Regions from separate parts of the Sus scrofa genome. Here region 1 is linked to region 2. Evidence: chromatin contacts called from public HiChIP or PLAC-seq data. All regions are on one chromosome and are shown on one strand. The core of a region is the stretch at or near the end of the contact, and the rest is flanking DNA. Distances in the headings are between cores, read along the strand shown. Region 1 holds the start of DYNC1LI1 (cytoplasmic dynein 1 light intermediate chain 1). Region 2 holds the start of CMTM6 (CKLF-like MARVEL transmembrane domain-containing protein 6).

Region 1 (3,379 bases), core at 669-3,168, 73 kb after region 2:
GGCTTATATAGGTGCAAACTCAATTTTTAAAAAGAGTTCTGATAAAACATTTTCTAATCCAGTTAAGAGAAAGGCATCACAAAAAGTCACACTGTTGTAATTACAAACATCATCTCATTTAGTTCTCTTCATATTCCTAGGAAGTAGGAATTATTATTTCTATAACATTCATTTTAAAGATGAAGAAATTGAGGGTCACCAGAAGTCAAAGAACTTCCATAAGATCAGAGGACTAGTATATGACATGGCCATGAGTGAACCCATGTCAGTGTGCCTTTGGTACTTTCAATCACATTAAAAACAAAGGTTACACCTGAAGTTAACACAACAGTCTAAGTCAACCATACTCCTATAAAATTTTTAAAATAAAAAACATTTAAAAACTTAAAAAAACCAAGGTTAACACCAATTTTTCAACTAGATCCATTAACTTAAACGTCAAGAATCATATATTGTAGATGGCGGCTGTTCATGAAAAAAAAGTAAGCATTCCCATTAAAAGTGGACACTGACAAGTGGCATTTGACGTCTTTGTTTCCTGTTCCGTGTTTAAATGTACATAAAATGTCTTGAGACATCAATATCAAATTTTTACAATTCAACCATCATTTTATAGGCCAAACTTCAAAACTTCACATCTAAAGGAAATGAAATCTCTCCTCTAAATGACTTTGAAGCTAAGCCTGCAAAAATGTGGACCTGTGAATTGTTCTCCCTGTCTTCCACATCCACCCCCAGAATCAGTAAAGAAACAAAATACATACAACTTCCAGAGAGCAAAGGTGATATAGAACCATCAGGAGATTTGAGATATTTCTCCTTATTACATCTATCTGGCTAAAGGGACTGAACTAGCAAGGTGTTTACTGCCCTTTACGAATTTCGGAATTTTAAGTGACAGTTGAAAAGGCAGCTATAACACGAGCCCATTGTACCAATAAAAGCTGAATCAAGTAAGAACATTTGTCATGACTACAAGGGCTCATTTCTAGTTTCTCTGTTAATTATACAAAGAGCCAGCAATTAAATATTGATAGCATGCCATTTGCACTGGAGCTCTTGCAGAAAGTGTCCTGCTACTAAATTTTGTTATGAAAGAAAAACCGTCTTTATTTTCTAGGTAAACCCCAAGCCACTCGGATCTTTCAGATGGGTTAACGGCATTGTCCTTCTCAGGGGAGGCTGTCAGGGCCACCCACGCACACCTAGTGGAGGGCGAGTCCTCGCAGGTCCCGGGGCAGGGGTCCCTGGTTTCCTCCTCCCCCAGCTGTCAAGGACCGGCCCCGCGCGGGTGGAGCCAGGCCCGGCAGTCCGCACAAAGCGAGCCAAGGAGCGGCGAGCAGACTCGGACCCGTACCCAGGCCGTGGTGGGGGCGCGCAGAGCGGAGCAAGAGTGGCGTGGGGGGCACTTACCCAGCAGCAGTACGTTCTTCCCCGCGGGGAGCTTGGAGCGCGAGCGGGTGGAGACCTCGCTGAGGATGCAGGACCTGGTGGAGAGCAAACAGCACACTCAGGCCGGGGTCTGGCGAGGGAGGAACGGCCCCGGGCTCAGTGCGCCGGGGCGGGAGCTGCCGAGAAAGCCGCGGCCTGGGTGGGCGCCGAGCTCCGGCGGGCACGAGACCCTGGGGCGTCCGCAGGGCCGAGGGTGCCAGCGGGGACCAGGGAGGGCTGCGGTCCTTACCAAAGGTTCTGCCCGTCCTCGTCGTCGCCTGTCGCGGCCCCGCCGTTTCCCGACGTTAGCTCGTTAGCCAAGGGGCCGCCAGTATAGGTCGAGACTAATCCCGGCGGAGAGGAGCCAAAGGAGCCGACTCGCCCGACGGCCGCCATCTTGGTCGGGGATCACACCACTCCCGGCAAAGCTGAATGAGCGAGGCGGCAGCGGCGGGAACCCGGATATGGAGCGCTCCGCGCTTGGGAGCGGGGCGGGGCCTGCGGGGGTGGGGCCCTGGCCCTGGGGGGATTGCCTGAGCGAGCGAGGGCGGACTGCGCGTGCGCTATAGGCTGGCGGGGTGCGGCGGGGATGCGCGTGCGCGAGTGGCCTGGCGGGCCGCTCCGCTGCAGCGCCTGTCCTCCTGAGCTCAGCGAGTTGAAGCTCTTCCCTCTACCCCGCCCTCAGCCCTGGGCTGCAGCCGGGGTGCGTTGAGGTGTGTCAGAGGAACAATGCTCCCTCCCACTCATCAGTTGGTCCGCAAACGCAAACGCAAACCCCGCGGCGGGTGTGGAATTCCTGCACTGTCATTGCCTTCCCTCCAGCTCAAATTAGAATCGCTTGTTGTGTACCTAATACACAGCTGTCATCTTGGAATCTCCTTTCACCATTCTTCTGAGGATTCTCTTTGCCTCATTCCTGTGTCATCTTCTTTTTTTATTTTAGGGGAGAATTTTCTTCAATGGTTTTATGAGATAAAGTGTATGGCTACATTTTTGGAAATCTATGTAGTCATTCAGTCAAGGTCCAGCCAAGGGGGGAAAAAAAGGCATTCTTAAGTGGGAGCCAGAGGAAAGCTTCAAGAAGGAACTGGTTACAAAGGTGTGAATGATACTAAGAGTTGAGGCTAGCAACAACAGGAAGATTGAGGCCTGAAGGGGTAAAAGGAAGGAGTGATTACTAAAATCCAGAGAGCTGCAGCTATAGAAGTGTTGATCAGCAAGATCTATGTCTTTACAGTAAATGAACACAGCACTGACCTCTCTCTCTTCTGCTCCCTGGTATCCTACAGTATCTCACATCTGCCAAACCCACCAGAAGCTAGAGGGCAAGAGAACTCAAGCAAAGCAATCTGTACAGGTCTACCCTCCCGAGCACAAAGAAGGAAAGAGAAGGATGGAGAGTGGATCTGGAAGGCCAAACAGAAGATATCCAGCTCACCCTGTCAGAAATGCATGTAGACTATGCTCACTTAGTGATAGTTTGGCTAGGTATAAAATTCTTAGGTTGCAGATTATCTTCCCTTTGGTTTTTCAAAGCCGTGATCCCTTGTCTTCTAGATTTTGTGTTAGCATTGAGAAATCCAAAGCTGTTCTGATTCCTAATCCTTTCCTGTGTATGCATGTATGTGTTTTCTACTTGGAGGCCTTTAGAACTTCCACAGATTTCCCCTAACACATAAACCTCCTTCCAGTATCTGTACTGTCAATTATCCTGCCAATTATCATAGAAGAATAATCTGTATTCTTTCACCAAATCTTACAATAATCTCTCCACTTCTGCGCTAGATTCCAACTCCTCTCCTCCACTCAAGGACATTGCTCCAAAATTTTTTCTTCTTCTTTCTCTGTATAATCATTTACTGATTTTCATTTGATCAATTTATCTTAACCCTACTCCCTCACCAACTCTGGCTACATTTCTTTCCACTCTTTTATAGAAAAATTCTTT
Region 2 (3,575 bases), core at 120-2,619:
GGTAGAAAGAAGGATCCATGCAAAGGAACAATGGCAGAAAGGAAACTGAACCTGCTAAGAACAGAAAGCTTGCCAGTTTGGAACTAAAAGTAGAGCCAGACCCTCCTAAGTTCCATAGGCCTGTCACTTGCCTCCACGTGATTTCCTAATTATTCCCAGAAGTGGCTAAAAAGTAGCATTAGTTTTCCCACTGCTATTCTTCTATACAATAAAAGTAGGTCATATGAGTTCTAAGAATATAAATTCTGGTTATCTGAGTTCTAAGAACTTAATTTCTTCCGAAGGAAACCAACTGGCTATTTTCACGTGGGATGGTTAAACAAACCAAACCAACCCATAAACTAGAAATGCTAAACAGTCTGATTTTCCCTCTGGCAGAAAATGTTATTCATCATTGCTTAAAACAGCAACGATGTGTGTGTGACTTGAATTAAAATTTAAACCTCAGAGATGTTTTGATATTTTCACTAATAGGTTTAAGGTCCTTAACCAAAGCCTAAAATAAACTGAAATTCAATGAAACTGAAAAAGAAGTACACCGTGCCCTGGCACTGCTACCTGCGTACAAACACACCAAAAAAAGGTTGTCCTTTTGACTTTGTATTTAGTACACACATATTGCTTATTCAGGAACAATTCTTTTCCAGCCAATATATAACTATTTGGAGACAATTTAGGACACACACATCTCAACACCATGCGCAGTATCCAAAGACTCTGTCCAACAAATTAAACTGCCCCCATCGGCGCGCACCAGGAAAACCGCAAAAACCAGAGAAAGATAAAAAAAAGCATTTCATTTCCTAAATATGAGGACTTCGGGAGATAATGTTCCCAGAGTAATAGCTGGGAGAAGCGATGAAAGTCGCTATGGAAGTTGAAAGTCTGCGTGGACGACCTGGGTCTCCCCCACGCACTTCCTGCGCCCGCCAAACACACTGAGGGGTCCTAGGTCGCCACCGGGAACTCAACCCGGACGTACCAGGAGAGGAGGGGGCCGGTGGGAAGGGGGAGCCCGGAAGGAAACAGCCCCTTCCCAGGCAGAGGGGGAAGTCACTGGGGGTGTGGAAACTGCCCCTTCCAACAGCCAGGTTGAGGGCGGCTCCGCAACCTCCTCTCTCCCGCCCAGCCCGCAGACTCACCAGCTGCATAAATTTGAGGATTCGCAAGGGCCCCTTGAGCCGCTTTAAGGTGAAGTAGCTGGAGAGGCCTCTCCGGGCGCCTCTGGAGGGGGCTGGGTGCGCCTCTGTGGTGGGGCTGTAGACCGCTCCGTTCTCCATCGCCCAGGGCCCAGGGACGCAAGAGAGCTGCTGGCGTCTCAGTCTCGGCGGACTCCGCGAAGGCCGTCACTTCCTGGGCCTCCGCCCGCTTCCGGCCGACCCCGCCCCGGTCCCGCCTCCGCTCGGCCCCGCCTCCGCTCGGCCCCGCCTCCGCTCGGCCCCGCCTCCGCTCGGCCCCGCCTCCGCTCGGCCCCGCCTCCGCTCGGCCCCGCCTCCGCTCGGCCCCGCCTCCGCCTCACTCTAGTCCCGCCCCCTGCCGCGAGGCCTTACGCATCGAGACTTATAACGACTTGGAGAGACTCAAAGAAGGGGAACCGCAGGTGCAAAATTCCTGAGGACTGAACGAGTTCGGCGCAGTTTGAAAGGGCTAGTGTGGCTAGGTTAAGTAAGGGAGAAGTAGGTGAAGCTGAAGATGTAGTCAGAGACCAGATAATGCAGGGGGCTTGCACAGCAAGGGAAAAATTGGATTTCATTTTAAATGCTATGGGCTGTCTGGAAGTATTTTAAGGAAGCTCTCTCCTGCTTCTCTCTGAGGTTTTAGGCTTACTTGTCAAAATTGTTCAATTTACTTGTCTCTTTCTTGTTCACCAGCTGCTACGATCACATGTTAATTTTGGTGAACTTAGACTTATCAATTAGGAGTTCTTGTTGTGGCTCAGCAGAAAAAAACCTGACTAGTATCCACGAGGATACAGATTCGATCCCTGGCCTAGCTCAGTGGGTTAAGGATCCAGCGTTGCTATGTTGCTATGAGTCATGGTGTTGGTCACAGTCATGGCTCAGATCCCTCATTGCTGTGGCTGTGGTGTAGGCCAGTAGCTACAGCTGCTATTGAAGCCCTAGCCTGGGAACCTCCATGTGCCGTGGGTGCAGCCCTGAAAAAAAAAAGTAATTATATTTTATCTACTGAAGTTGATCCAGTCATATGCCAGGCACACATATTTCTCCAAAACAACGTAATGTAGGTACTGTCATAAGTTTTACAGATGAGAAAACTAAGGCTTAAACCAAGCCCTTCCAGGTACAAAGGCCCATCTGTGTCCCCTTGTTTCTTGCCTGTAGAAAAAGGCTTTAGTCTCCTAGGCCTTTCCTGAGCTCCAAAGAGCAGAGTCAAGCGGTTACTAATTAGAGAAGTGAGGAATGCAGAAAGAAAAGCAAGAAACAACAGTTCAGTGAATAGAGTCCTAGCTCCTCCTCAGGGGATGCACATAACATCTGACACAGATTTTGAGTTGTTCTGCAGGAACCAAGTCCCCCCACTCAGGTGAAGAATAGTAGCTACATGCTGACAACAAGCACATAGACGCCACACTTCTGGTTGGAACCAGAAGGTGGGTGATGAAGATTTTTGAAACCTGAAGGTTGTTACAGTACCATCAACCAATCAGAAGTAAGTCACGCCCCCTTCAACTCTCACCCCAAATGTTGCCTTTAGAGCCCTCCCCAGAAAACCATCGAGAAGTTCTGATCTTTTGAATACTAGCCATTCATGCTCTTTGCTGGGCTATGCAATAAATGCTGTACTTTCCATCACTATGACTGGGTGTCAGTCAGCTGGCTTTGCTATGCAGTGGGTAAGCAGACTCAAATTCAGTTTGGAAATAAGGCCAAGAGGCCAAGGATAACATCCAAGGTCAAACACCCAGGGGCAACTGGAATGTAGGCCTAGGCAGTCTGACTCATGGCCTTGCTAACCGCTAGCCCAGCAAACCTCAAACCGGCTATCCATTAGGGCCTCAAGACCCATGGAGGAGGGAAGGGGTTACTGCTGCCCTCTGTTTCCACATTTATCTTCTGTTCTCCACAGCCCCAAACTTCCCTTTTTTTCCCCCTAGTAACAAAACAAAAGGTTCCATTCAAATAAATAGAGACAAGTAGATACTACCCTGCAGGAAGATGGGGAGGGACTCTACAGTCAGCCAAAGCTATCCTTCTATCTTTAATTGAACATTCTGAACCTCTTGCTGAGGCAAAGCAGCCAACAAATCCTGTCCAATAAAGCCACTGTGTTTTCACCAGGGCTCTAAGAATTCAGTGCTTTGTTATTCTTCAAATCACCATCATCCCAAATAAGTCACTACCTGCATCTGAAATTTACTTAGAAATTCATCGCCCCCTCCCAAAAAGATGGGTTAATGAATAAAGATATGAGTAAAAGGAGAGTCTGGTGAAAAAGCAACTGCAGGAACATGTCAATGGAGTAGTATATGGGTGTCCACTGTACAGTTATTTCAACTTTTCTGTGTTTGGATAGTTTCAAAATAAAATACTGAGGGAAAGTTACAAAGAAAAAGG

What was found. HiChIP or PLAC-seq counts read pairs in DNA pulled down with a chosen protein or histone mark.
Region 1: an H3K27ac HiChIP or PLAC-seq map of alveolar macrophages shows a contact between it and region 2. The contact joins the promoter of DYNC1LI1 here to the promoter of CMTM6 in region 2. A contact is called at or near these places in 4 of 47 Hi-C or Micro-C datasets (alveolar macrophages, blood, heart right ventricle and 1 more) and 2 of 2 datasets of contacts at active chromatin or transcription factors (alveolar macrophages and skeletal muscle).

The regions. Positions count from the first base shown.
Region 1 is chr13:18,556,139-18,559,517 of Sscrofa11.1, forward strand. It overlaps DYNC1LI1 (cytoplasmic dynein 1 light intermediate chain 1), which reads right to left and starts at 1,919. Exons shown (of 13, transcript XM_021071542.1): 1 at 1,682-1,919; 2 at 1,414-1,487. The coding sequence starts at 1,827.
Region 2 is chr13:18,484,171-18,487,745 of Sscrofa11.1, forward strand. CMTM6 (CKLF-like MARVEL transmembrane domain-containing protein 6) reads right to left here and starts at 1,370. Exons shown (of 6, transcript XM_021071540.1): 1 at 1,143-1,370. The coding sequence starts at 1,280.